3 separate regions of the Mus musculus genome follow, and all the other regions are linked to region 2. A link is a contact called in public HiChIP or PLAC-seq and promoter capture Hi-C data. All regions are on one chromosome and are shown on one strand. The core of a region is the stretch at or near the end of the contact, and the rest is flanking DNA. Distances in the headings are between cores, read along the strand shown.

The links. Promoter capture Hi-C pulls out the DNA fragments that hold promoters and counts their contacts. HiChIP or PLAC-seq counts read pairs in DNA pulled down with a chosen protein or histone mark.
Region 1: a contact with region 2 is called in a promoter capture Hi-C map of hippocampal neurons, with 8 times the contacts expected there. The contact joins the promoter of Unc5d here to the promoter of Rab11fip1 in region 2. A contact is called at or near these places in 2 of 39 promoter capture datasets (hippocampal neurons and liver) and 1 of 9 other capture datasets (embryonic stem cells).
Region 3: an H3K27ac HiChIP or PLAC-seq map of bone marrow-derived dendritic cells shows a contact between it and region 2, with 10 times the contacts expected there. The contact joins the promoter of Plekha2 here to the promoter of Rab11fip1 in region 2. A contact is called at or near these places in 2 of 115 datasets of contacts at active chromatin or transcription factors (bone marrow-derived dendritic cells and embryonic stem cells).

The regions. Positions count from the first base shown.
Region 1 is chr8:29,217,447-29,221,606 of GRCm38.p6, reverse strand. It overlaps Unc5d (unc-5 netrin receptor D), which reads left to right and starts at 1,971. Exons shown (of 18, transcript NM_153135.3): 1 at 1,971-2,365. The coding sequence starts at 2,269.
Region 2 is chr8:27,173,053-27,176,736 of GRCm38.p6, reverse strand. Rab11fip1 (RAB11 family interacting protein 1 (class I)) reads left to right here and starts at 2,091. Exons shown (of 6, transcript NM_001080813.2): 1 at 2,091-2,528. The coding sequence starts at 2,152.
Region 3 is chr8:25,100,079-25,104,360 of GRCm38.p6, reverse strand. It overlaps Plekha2 (pleckstrin homology domain-containing, family A (phosphoinositide binding specific) member 2), which reads left to right and starts at 2,550. Exons shown (of 12, transcript NM_031257.3): 1 at 2,550-2,701. 5830408C22Rik (RIKEN cDNA 5830408C22 gene) reads right to left here and starts at 2,182. Exons shown (of 2, transcript NR_155282.1): 1 at 2,150-2,182.

The sequences.
Region 1 (4,160 bases), core at 722-3,221, 2.0 Mb before region 2:
GATGTAGAATTACAGAAAATGGTTCTTGTTCCTGATGTTCCGCAACCATTTACTTACATCAGCCTTGGGCAATTTTCTTCTAAAGTCAAATTCATTGTCCTTACCTACCAATAGTGATAATATATCAGCTTTGTAGAGTCTTCTTTAAAAACATGTATGAAGACCCACTCCTTAAGATTAGGATTTGTTCAATGGTAATTTTGTTTTTCCACCATTTCATTCATCATATTTTCTAGAATTATTAATGTCAAACTAGCTTATCTATTTTTCAGATTCCCAAAATAAACTGACTTTATTTTTTGCTCCCTGTGGGGACAATAAAGAGAATTAACTATGGTCATAGAATATTGAAAATATAACTAAATTTTTCTTTCTTTCTTTTTAAACAGAAATGCTCATTTGTAAGGGGACTGTCACATAGTCTTCAGCCATACAGGAAGGCAGGCAATGAATGAGTAGTTTCTGGGAGACAGGTGAGGCGTATTTGGTAGATTAATTCTCAATTCACCTTCTCAGAAGGAAAGGACAAACCCCTCATTTACCAAGATTCTAAAGAGATTTCCAGGCAAGTCCCTGGCCAGGCCCCACATCAGTCTTTGCTTTGAAGTATCTGTTCCCCAGGGTTTGGTTTTCTCCACCAGGACCTAAACTTGTTATTGAGCTGCAAGAGCTCTGTAGGAAAAAATCAGCTCCTTCCGCTGACGTGCACAAGCCTGGTGTCTGCAGAGAGGGATGGCCTACCTGTTTATCGGGTAATCAATCTTTGTCTATCATCCCCTTTGTCTTTGGGAGCAAGTAAGTTAGTGTGATTACCTCCTTCACAACAATCTCTCCACCTCAAACCATTTTTTTTTTCCATACAGAGGTGTTTGGGAGCAGGTTGCACTTGGACAAGATTTTTGTTGTTGTTGTTGTTTGTGTGTGTGCATGTGTGGGCTAGTGAGCTTGGTAGCCATTGAGGAATCACTTGCCAATGCTGTCTTTTAATTGAAGCTTTCCATCTGTATTGAGAACCCAGATTTCTGACCAGCTGAGTACAGGGGACATTTTGAAAGCTTCTGACAGAAAGCCATGGTCTGACTGTGGAGACCTGGACAGGAAGCCAACGGTCTTGGGGAAGGGGGTTGTCGTCTGTAGCTGGTTGCCTGCTCCAGCGGATGGGGTAAAGAGACAACTTTGAGGCCCTTCCAAGATCAGGTAAAGATCAAGCCATCTAATAAAAGGGGACTGGGAAGGGAGGGGTGGTGTGCTTAAACAAATGTTCCCTTTCTTTCTTCTCTGAAGACTTTGAGCAGGTCTCCTTTTGAACTTTACTTACTTACTAGAAAGGCAATTTCGAGGGCCTGAATTGGAATGAACAAAACCACATTAAGTGGTCAGATGTGAAGCAGTTTTGAGAACTTTTGAGATTCCAGAGCGGCAAGTATTAAAAAAAAAAAAAAAAAAAAAAAAAGGTTTTGCTTCCTTAAAGTAAAATTTGATCCCATACATCCCCAGAAGCCCTCGATTCATTTCCCTCTTCGTTTTCACATTTGGGCACAGTTGAAGCTTATCATTGCCCCCACCCCCCACCCCCACCCTCTTTTCTCCCTAGCGCCCGTCCCGTCCTCCCCAGGACTGCGGGTAAAAGTGGAACTCAAAGTTGAGCGAAACCTTGGTTTCCTGGAAGCCGCTGTCTCACTCAGAGTTAGCAAGCCAGACGCCCACATTCTGCCGCTGGGCGCTCGCCTCCAAGAGGCCGGGCTGCTCGGCACAGCTTGCGCTCGCGCATCCTCGCCTCCGGCCGCCGGGCTCGGGCGCGCTGCAATCCCGCACGCGCGGGGGCCTCTGCAGCGGGGAGGCGGTGCCCGCACGTGCGGCGGCTGCGGACTCACCTGCGCCTCCCGAGCCCGGCCCCGCCCATCGCCCCGCCCCGGCGTGACTCATTGGCCGCCGCTCGGAGGGGTGGAGCAGAGGCGGCCCCGGGGCTCATTAGCGATGCGGTCTCCAGGCTCGGTTTGGTAGTCCCGGACCCGGAGCGGAGCTGGGGCTGCGGGCCGCTTAGCGGGGACGGCGGGCGGCGCCGCAGGAGGCGATGGGGGCGCGCGCTGCGTCCCGCTGCCCATCTGATATCCCTGTTCCGCTGCTGTAGGGAGCGGCGGTGGGGAAAAAGAGACTCGCCACAGACCACCACCTCCGGGGAAACCTACTGGCGTTGGCTCCCTGCCGTCGTTCCTCGCGGACTTCCAGGGCGTGGAAGAGGAGCGAATCCTGAGAGGAGCTCGGAGCATGGGGACAGGGGCTGCAGACGGCAGCCGCGGGGCGCGCCGGTGGCTCCCATGGCTAGGACTCTTTTTCTGGGCGGCGGGGGCTGCGGCTGCCCGAGGTAAGCGCTGGGTGGACAGCGGTGCGCGAGGGGAGCGGGACTCTCACCTTCGGCGTGGGTTTCCCAAGTTGTTCTGGCTTCTCTCCGCGCGCGTAGCCCGACTCAGTGGGAACCGTGTTAGAGGAGCTCCAGGGGACCACTGCCTTTCAACCCAAGTTTGCTATCTGCAGTAATCCTACAGGTTGCTCTGACCGGGCCCCCCCCCCCCTTGAGTTTGCACCCGCTGAGATTTTCCAACCTCCCTCCCCACCCTCCGCCCCTCAATTGTTGCAGACTGGAAAACTCGTCTTCCCTATATCCTCTCTCGCCTTGGTCCTCTCCACTTTTCCTTCTTGGGCGAGCTCGTCCCTGGGTGGGAGCCCACGGTGATGTTCGAGAGTGCATAGGGAAAGAGGCATGCCCGTGGGTTCCAATAGAGACTGCGCTTTTTTTCCCCTTCAGGGGGAAGCATCCAAGCTGGTCACTTCGCTCTGCACCAAGCCCCTCGGGCGACCCTAGTCTTGGCTCTAAGCCAGCAGTGGTTTTGCCTTACAGAATCTGCGAGGGGGCAAGAGCTCTGGGGAGTGTGTACCCTGGGGTTTAACTGCGCCTGCAGTGCCCAGCCGGATAAGCAGTTGGCCGGAGGGAGGCTGTACTCTCGGCGCATCCTCTCCCTATCGGGTGCTTATACCAGCTTAGAAGCGCGGGCCCTACTGAGCAGCAGGGAAATTTAGAAGCAGAGATTTCTCTGCTTCTAATAAGCTCAGGAGCCCCCCCCCCCCCCCCCACACACACACACATACACACACTCTTTTTCTAGATCCGCTGCACTCCAGCAGAGCATCAACTTAAAGATAAACCACACGGACCTGTTTTGAAGCTGATCACAGGCAGTTCCAGACAGCCCCAGTGCTGTGGCTACCTTTGAAATAATCTAGAAGCTTCCCTTTCCCTGCCCTTCTTTACCTTTCTTCTTTGCTGCTTGCCATCCAGCCGGCTTAGAATATGTAATTGCATTAAATGATTTACCTAACGCTTGTCTAGCAAGAGGTGGCACCGGGCTAACCACCTCTCCTTCTGTTCTGTCTCTTGAACATATCGCTAGTAGCTGTGAGGCCTTTGGAAGGGTTGACAAAGATGCCAAGAACCGGTATAATCTCATTTTTTTTAATAGAAGCTAACGGTGTTAGGAGCAGCGATACCGCCTGGAAAGAGGAATTAAAAGGGTGGATAGAGGTTTTCAGCAGTATGATCCTATTCTATGCCTATTTGCATTTCATTTCCTGAACTTTTTCACCCTCCCCTTTTCTTTTTATAATGGAGCAGGCTTTCAAAAATAAGGAAAGGCTTTAAATACGAGTGATTGTTAGAGTGAGGCGTGTTTCTTTCTCTTGTTGGAGGAGCCTGGGCTTCAGCCATTTAGTATACTACGGGGGAACTAGAGACTGCCTAACTGCTCAGGCAACTCTTGAGTGTTTTCTATTCTGTTAGGGGGAAAGCAGGGGTGCCAGGGGTCGGTGCTTTGCCCCTCTCTTTCTCCTACATGAGGCCTGAAATGTCCGAGTTACTACTTTCTAGTCACAGCATGGGATCGCTCATGATGACTGACTCCAGATACTGACCCTCAGAATCTGGTTTGTGGAGTTGTCTTTAAGCCAGCTCAAAACAAGAGGTGGGGACACACGCCAGCAGCCTTTTGGATGCGGTTTTGCTGGCTGTGAACGAAGGCTAGCACCTCTTGTCTGCAAGCTGTTCTGTAAAGGTCTCCTGGAAAACATACTGTACACTCTGCAGGCTTAGTTACAACAAATGCCTT
Region 2 (3,684 bases), core at 842-3,341:
CACATGAGGTCACGCACGCTCGTGGTTCTTTCTCGCCCCACCTCCCTCCCTTTATCCCTTCCACGAGAGAAGAGATGCTACCTCTTGCTCATCCAGCTTGGGGTCAATCCTTGCTTGCTTCTCGTGGAAGCAGCACAGAAAATGTGAGTCTGGGCAACATGACCCATGTCTGTAATCCCAGCCCCCAGAGGACAGAGACAGGACAAAGAGACCTTTGAGATCAGCTTGTTCTCTCTCTGTGTGTGTACAAATAGTAAAAATAAATATTTATAAATTTTCAAATTTTATGTATATGGGTGTTTTGCTTGCAGAGGCTAGAAGAGGCTGTCAGATCCTCTGGAGCTATAGTTATGAGCCACCATGTGTGTGCTGGGAATAGAACCTGGGTCATCTGGAAGAGCAACAAGTGCTCTTAACTGCTAAGCTATCTCTCCAACCCCTGTATATATATATATATATAAGTGAGTGTGGAGGGAATCAGAGCTGTAAACTTCCAAAGCCAATTTGGACCCCAGATGTAGAGTTCATCTAGTAGGGCCCATTGGACAAGCAGGACAGCCAGCTGAGTATAGACAGCAAGGATGGGTAAAGTGAAGGCAGATGGGACAGAGAGCAGACAGTCCCCAGGGGGAAATGAAGGCAAATGGCTGTCACTGGCATGCTCTTCACAGGCACCACCACCTCCCAACTGGGCTCAGTTTAAGGATGCCACTGCTCATAGCCTTCCAGTGAGCTTTCTAGCTCGCCAGGTCTAACACTGATGTATAACTCCAAATCCTGGTGTTCATAATCTGTATGACCCAGCCACCTTGGCAGTCCTATTTTCTCCCCCCCCCCCCCCCCCCGCAAGACTGAGAAGCAGGGAGTTAAACAAGTCACCTGTCTTTCAGGCAGCTATGTCAAGTGGAAATCTGTGACAAGCAGTGAGGTAGATAAGGGACAGCTGGGGCCCCAGGGAGAGAAACTCTCTAGGCTGCAGGTTTGTTTACCCAGAAGTCAAGGAAAACAAAGGGGTGGGACCCAAAAAAGGAATGCCTTCAAGAGTCTAAGTGAGAAGTACCGCAGCTGGCGGTAATTCAACACTGCAGGGGTTCCAGAAGTCGGGAAAGCAGTAGGCTGGTCGACCAGAGGGAGCTCAGTGGAGAGGGAGGGGTGTGTGTGTGTGTCTGGAAACCTTTAAAGTGTTGTAGCGCGGGAGGTGTCCTCAGTTCTAGCATGGGAGCCAGGGCACCAGGGCTCTATCCCCAGCTTTAATGTAAGAACTCGGACGTGTCACATCTTTCCTGAACCTTAAGGCTTTCAAAGTTACATTTCCACTCTGAATAACTCACCATCGGAGATTTCAGCCTTTGAAGGATGACCCGAAACACTCAGGGAAGTCACCAATCTGCTAGACACTGACTGGGAACAAGAAAACCGAGTGGGAGGCCAGAGATGGAGCCCAGAGAGGACGCAAGAGGCTTACGTAGGAAGAAATGGGGAACCGAGGGGTTCGGTTTGGCAACCCCGTTTCCAGTTCCCCCTTCTTGCTCTTCCTAACCTAGCCTCACCCTATGTGGTAAGGGCAGAGTAGCACAGGCTAGTCCCTCACCTACCCTCCGCTTCCCCGACACAGTCTCTCACAACATCCCTGGCTCCCCGCCTTCCTCCAGAGCAGTACCCAGGGGACCAGAGCAGGAGAAGCATCCCTGGAGTGGTGTGGTATAACCCAAGCATAGCTACCACTTTCGGAGCCCTTCCCATAGGCATGCAACTATGCTATAAACTTAAATGTATTACTTTCTTTACAGCAATCCAAGGGGTGACTGTCGCCTCGTTTTACGCAAGAAGAAACTGAGGCAAAGTCTCACATCTGCTGCTAGGCGGATCAGGCTTGCTCCTGTTCCCTCATACGGACTCAGACAACTGGGGACCACTTAGTGCATCATTACTTCTCTGATCCAAAACTCTTCAGGCTGCGCCAGCCCACGTGACCTTTAGGTCCCCGCCTTCTCCGCGAGGCCCGCCCCCAGGGCAGGTGGCGCGCGGGCGCAGGGGGCGTGGTGGGGGCGTGGCCGGAAGCATTAAAGCGGCTCGGGAGCCCGGTGGGCGGTCCAGACCGAGGACAGCGGCTACCTTCTGGCTTCCTAGCCTGGTGCCGCGTCTGCCACCATGTCCCTGGCGGCCTCAGCGGGCCGGGGCCCGGGGACCATGTGGTCCCCTACCCACGTGCAGGTGACGGTGCTACAGGCGCGGGGCTTGCGGGCCAAGGGACCCGGGGGCACGAGCGACGCGTACGCGGTGATCCAGGTGGGCAAGGAGAAGTACGCCACGTCGGTGTCGGAGCGCAGCCTGGGCGCGCCCGTGTGGCGCGAGGAAGCCACCTTCGAGCTGCCTCCGCTGCTGTCCTCCGGGGCCGCGCCGGCCGCCGCCGCCACCCTGCAGCTCACCGTCCTGCACCGCGCGTTGCTCGGTCTCGATAAGTTCCTGGGCCGCGCCGAGGTGGACCTGCGGGAGCTGCACCGGGACCAGGGCCGCAGGAAGAAGCAGTGAGTGGCTGCAGGGCGCGGGGAGTCCAGGGGAGGAAGGACGCTCGGGCAGTGCACCTTGGGGGCGAGAGTGGCAGCTACCGCGCTATGGGAGGATGGCCCTTGGCTCCCCCTCGCCCGCAGGCTCACCTAACCCAGCTTCTCTTCGGGCTGTCAGTTTCCAGCTTTCCCAGTTATGGGGGCTTTTGGAAGATAGGAGAACCTTTGAATCCTCAGGGCGCCCTTAGACCGCACAGCACACTAAGCACTAGATGAAGTTTTGGTGAACTGAAATAATATGCAGGTAGGAGAATTCCTATTAGGTGGGGTATCCGCTTTATCTTGCATGGACGCTCCCCTGAGTATTTTGTTGAACTTGAGAGGCTTTGAGCTGAGAACCCTTGGGCCAGGGAGGGTAGCTATTTGGAGTGAAAGCCTAGGGCCCCCAGAGCTGGACGATCCTGGGAGGACAAGAGTGGGGGAAAAAAACCACCAGCCTGGTGATTGCTGATTCTCATGCCCATCTGATTCGACCCCTCGGAATGAACGCTAGAACAGTTTGTTGTTTGTCTGGGATCTGAATTAGTGGTCGATGATTGTTCCAAGATCTGTTACTGACTCAGTAGAAGTGAGTAGAATAGGTTGTTGCTCTTTGGAGTTTGGTAAATTCTGTCTGGTTCTAATTCCTGGTACCGTGGCTACTCACTAGCCTACCTGTGGCCCCTTAATTGAAGGTTCTGACAGGACATCCTAATTTTGCAGAAAAAGTTAGGCAAACTCCAGTTCACGTTAAAGTCTTTTGTTTGTTTGTTTGTTTGTTTGTTTGTTTGTTTCGAGACAGGGTTTCCCTGTGTAGCCCTGGCTGTCCTGGAACTCCCTCTGTAGACCAGGCTGACCTTGAACTCAGAAATCCGCCTGCCTCTGCCTCCTGAGTGCTGGGATTAAAGGCGTGTGCCACCACGCCCGGCCACTTGAAAGTCTTCAGATTATTTTACTTTATTTTATTTTGTTCACTGGTGTTTGCAAAGGGCACTTTAACCAATGGAACCTTTGATTACGGTTATCTCGTGTACCAAAGAGCTTGGATTAGCCTAACTGGGTACTTTGCTTGACCTTATAGATGCCAGCTCTGTTAACAACCAAACCCCCCTGGGCCGAAAAACATATCCTTATGTTC
Region 3 (4,282 bases), core at 1,301-3,800, 2.1 Mb after region 2:
GAAGCTAGATACAAATGCCGCTGTCCTTTGATTTCCATTGTGTGAAATGTCCCAAATATGTAGACTGGGTGGAGAGCAAATTAGTGATTACTTAAGGCTGAAAGAAAAGAGAGAGGATGGAAATTGTCTGGAACTATACAGTGGCCACAGATGAACAGTACGTTGGATGTTACCACGGGTGCACATTAAATTGGTTAAAATGGTGTCATGTCTGGTATATGTATTTTTTGAGACAGACAGATAGACAGACAAGTTGAGTTGAAGCCCTGCTCTGAGGTGTTTGTTAGAGGACGTGAAGGGGTTATCTGAGAAGCCGGGGAAACCAGGATGCTAGAAGGGGTTTCCGTGCAGAAATTATCGTCTACTCCCGGAGGCAGCAGTAAGGAGGCTCTCGGTGAAGTATGAGCCTTCCTCAGCTCCGGGTCTTGCTCTCCCCCAGGGAGTAAAGCTGACCTCAACTGTGCTGAGGCTCACTCAAAGCTACCAGTCGGTGAGATTCACTACCTGTCACAGAGGCTCTTCTGGCTCTTCAGGATATTGAAGGCGGATTTCTCTGCGGCCCAGAAGGGTACACACAGGTTCCTACCTTGTCTTTGTTGGAAACTGAGGCCTTTGGCTTCTCTGCCTGCCAGGCAGCCAATACAGTAGTGCTCAGAAAATATTTGTGGGTCTGTGACTGGGTGAGTCAGGCAGGCCTCACAGGAGCCGTTTTATGGGTTTTAATAGGAACCATACCGTGAAATCCGAAGCACCACGGCACTGCTGCTTAGCGATCACCCCAGCGGGAGTTTTGGGCAGCACTCATTCAGCAAATTTAACCTGAGCTGATGGTTTAGAGCAGCCTCCATTTTACGGTAAAAATGACCATCTCGTTAAAAAAAAAAAAAAAAAAAAGTACATAGCACCTTTGTGTAGGAAGGAAACCCCGCAAGAATTGACTCGCTTGACCCAGATATAGAAACTGAGGCACTGAGCGGGGTCACGGGTCACCAGCTGCCTAAGGAATGGGAGCCGGTTAGGAGAAATGCTACTTGAAGCCCCAATGCAGGGCAAGGGACCTCCTCAAACGTACAAAATTGACGTTGATGTTTATTTCAAGGGAAATGGCTCCCCTCTCCCCACCTCGTTTTCTTTTCCTTCCTCATTCAGAGCATAATGTTCTAAAGCAAACGTCTTTTTTTCACACCTGAGCGAACTGGGCGGCTCATTTTCGCTTTGGCTATCAAAATAGAAGAGGAAGCGCCTGCGGTTTCATCAGGGGAGCTTTCGGGGCGTGTGCTGCCGGGCGTCCCGCCTTCCTGCCGGCTCACCTGGCTGCAGCCCTCAGCCCCCAGGCTGCCAGGCTGCCTTTGCCTCGCACCGTACTTCCCACCCGCGAAGCCAGGCCTAGTCCTGCAGAGCTTCCGGGGGCGACTTTTTCACTACACACTCCGAGTACCTTGGACCCACACGGCTGACATCAGCATCCTCCTCCCCGCCCCCAGCCCCCAAAGCCGCATCTCTCGGTGCTCGGTCCCTGGGCTGACAATTTTACCGTAAAATTGAGTCCACTTTGTCTGCCTGGCGTTACTTATATTTAAATGTCAATGTCTCCACGAGGGAGGCCTGCGTTAGACCGGACAGACCTGCCCTCTACTGACTGGGGACCCAGAACAAGTTACCTAATGTCTTGGAGTCTCGGTTTCCTCATCGGCCCCAGCACCGGATTGATACCTACGGGTTGCTGTGTGACTGAAGGGCGAGGGCGCTGGAGTTCTGTCTGGTCACCCTAGGCTGAACCTATCGAATCCAGCTTCTCTTTCCCACTTCTCTCCGTGCTCCAAGAAGGGCCAGGCAAGCTGGGTCAGGGCGTTGGCGACCCTCTTAGCTCCGGGGGGTGCACTTTAGACCGCAGGGGGCGATGCGTTCCTCTCTCCACCCCTAAACTCCCAACGCCCCCTCGCCCTCCGGGCAGCCGCGGTTTGGGCCGGCTGCACAGTGCGCAGAAGTAGGCTCGGGACGTGACGGTCGAGCACCCCATCGCGGACACCTGCTGCAGCCGGGTTACATCCCACCAACCTCCTCCCCCCCGCCATCCCCCGCTGCTGTCCCCTCGAGGTCTCCGCACCCCTCTCCTCCCCCCTGGAGGCCCGAGGAGCATTGTACTCACATCCGGGGCTGGGTTTTGCTTTAATGTGAAACGAAATTAACCCGGAAAAAAAGAGTCGAGAGACGGCCTTGGAGGACAGCTGAGGATAAGGGAGAAGTGTGCCGCAGGACAGGCGGGAAGCGAAGCCCCGAGGCGCAGAGCTCTGGGACCCGATGCGACCCTTGCTGCGCAGAGCGCGGTGAGTCGGGCAGAGAGGCGCAAGGGTCCGGGCGCGGAGGGCAGAGAGGGGAGCAGGGCGGCTGGGTTTGCTTGGTGGCGCCAGTCCGGGTGGTGGACGGCGACCGGAGGTGGCCCAATGGGCCACCTCCCCTAGCTCCCAGGAAAGCCCCAAATGCAGCCCCTCCTCCAGTGCACTGGCGCCTCCTGGGTGACCAAGGTCGCCACCGCCAGGGGTCGGGCTGTGGGGTGGGGCGTGTGGGGGCGGTGTCCTGTGGAGCTGCAGATTCTCACGTTTGCAGCGGCGAAACTTCTCCGAGGTTCAAGCACAGGGGTGGTAGCCCCTCAAGGACTGCCCGGGCAGCGGGTAGGGGAGGAGCGCAGAGAACGTCCCAGGCAAGTCCCTCAGGCACGAGTTGGGTGTTGGAGCCTCTTCCTTCTCCTTCTCACTCCTTTTTAACTTGGCGCGGGCCTAGAATGCTACCCTGGGGAGACTCCTCCTTTCGTCTGCTCCCGCCATGGGCTTCTGGGATTCCTGGCAATGGAGGTGACTTGGTGGAAAACGTAGGTCGGTTCCAGGTTAGGTAACCCTTTCGAGGGGAAGCCTCAAAAGGCTGTCCCCTTTAACGTCCGCGCTTCCCTGTTCTGCTCAGCCATGGAGACTTAAAATTTAAAAGGAAAAGAAAAGAAGAAAGGAGAGATGGGGCCAGGTCGTGTGGGAAGGGAAAAAAAGTATCAGGGCATGACCAGGGCACCCTTGTACACCTTCTGCCCTGGGCAGCCCTGCCCCGAGTCTTTCACCTTTAAGGCTTCCTTCCTTCGTGAACATCTTCCGTTTGTACTCCTTCTGTCCCTGATTGGACTCAATTAAGAGTTTTTCAGAGGCGCATAAACACTAGAGGAGGAGCAGGGGAGAACGAACCAGTTGCGGCTCCTGGGAGCATTTTGGTTTGCAGTAGAGGCTGAAGTTCCAAAATTGTGCTAGTGTTCTTAATGTCTTTGATTAGCTGTCCCCCATCCCCCACTCTTTCTTTGTTGCCTCCCACTCCTCCACCCCCCCACCCCCCTCCAGGAGGAGTATAACGCTTCCAGCAACAGCTAAGCAGAAGACACAGGAAGGGTAGAAGTTTTATCTTCAACTTGGTTGCATCTAGTGACTTGTTAATAATAATGATAATAACTTGGTAATAAGAACGTACTGAGTTAGCAGTGGGCCAGCAGCTCACCGGGTCTTTAGGGAGTTGTCAGACTAGTGAAGGACCCTGGCTGTGCAGAGCATCAAACTGGAGTCCCTGGTGTTTGGAGAAGCCAGAGGAGGATTTCTGAAGCATAATCAGTGGCCTTGGCAGAGTTTAGCTTTCCCTGGGTGCTGCCTGAGGCAGGGTTCTAAGAAGAGTAGAGTTTGTTGAGCAAATGAATGAAAGCTATCACTGAGAAGAAACAGAAGAAAGGTGGGGCCTCAGGTTGTGTCAGGCAACGTTTCTCTAGCTATTGTCTTTAGACTGATGAGTCCTTTGGCTGTATCTGCAGATGTCTTTTTACAGATTACTGGTACCCTTAGTGGAGTTTTAGCTGGCTTACATGGGAGTCTTACCTACCTCTTAACTGGCGAATTTCTACCCGGGATCAATTTGGGAACTGCCTGTCCTTTGGTGGAGAGATGGCACACCCTTCTCTTCCCTTACATTAGTGCTTGCTGCTTCTCCCTTGTGTGAAAGGAAGTAGGGCCTGCAACCTCCCTCATGTCATCCCAGTGACGTGAAGAGAGCTCAGATCTCTTGGGATTGGGGTTTTTATTGAGGGACACAATCCATCCTGGACACACACAGGGTTTGGTTGTTGGCTGCTGCTGAAGCAACTCTGCAGATGTGGGAAAGGGACAGCAGAATGTATCTCCAGATAGAGAGCTTGCCTTGCAAAGCCCCCCCTCACCTGACCCCCCCTACCCTCCAGCCCCAGAGGGGGTGAGGGAGGGAG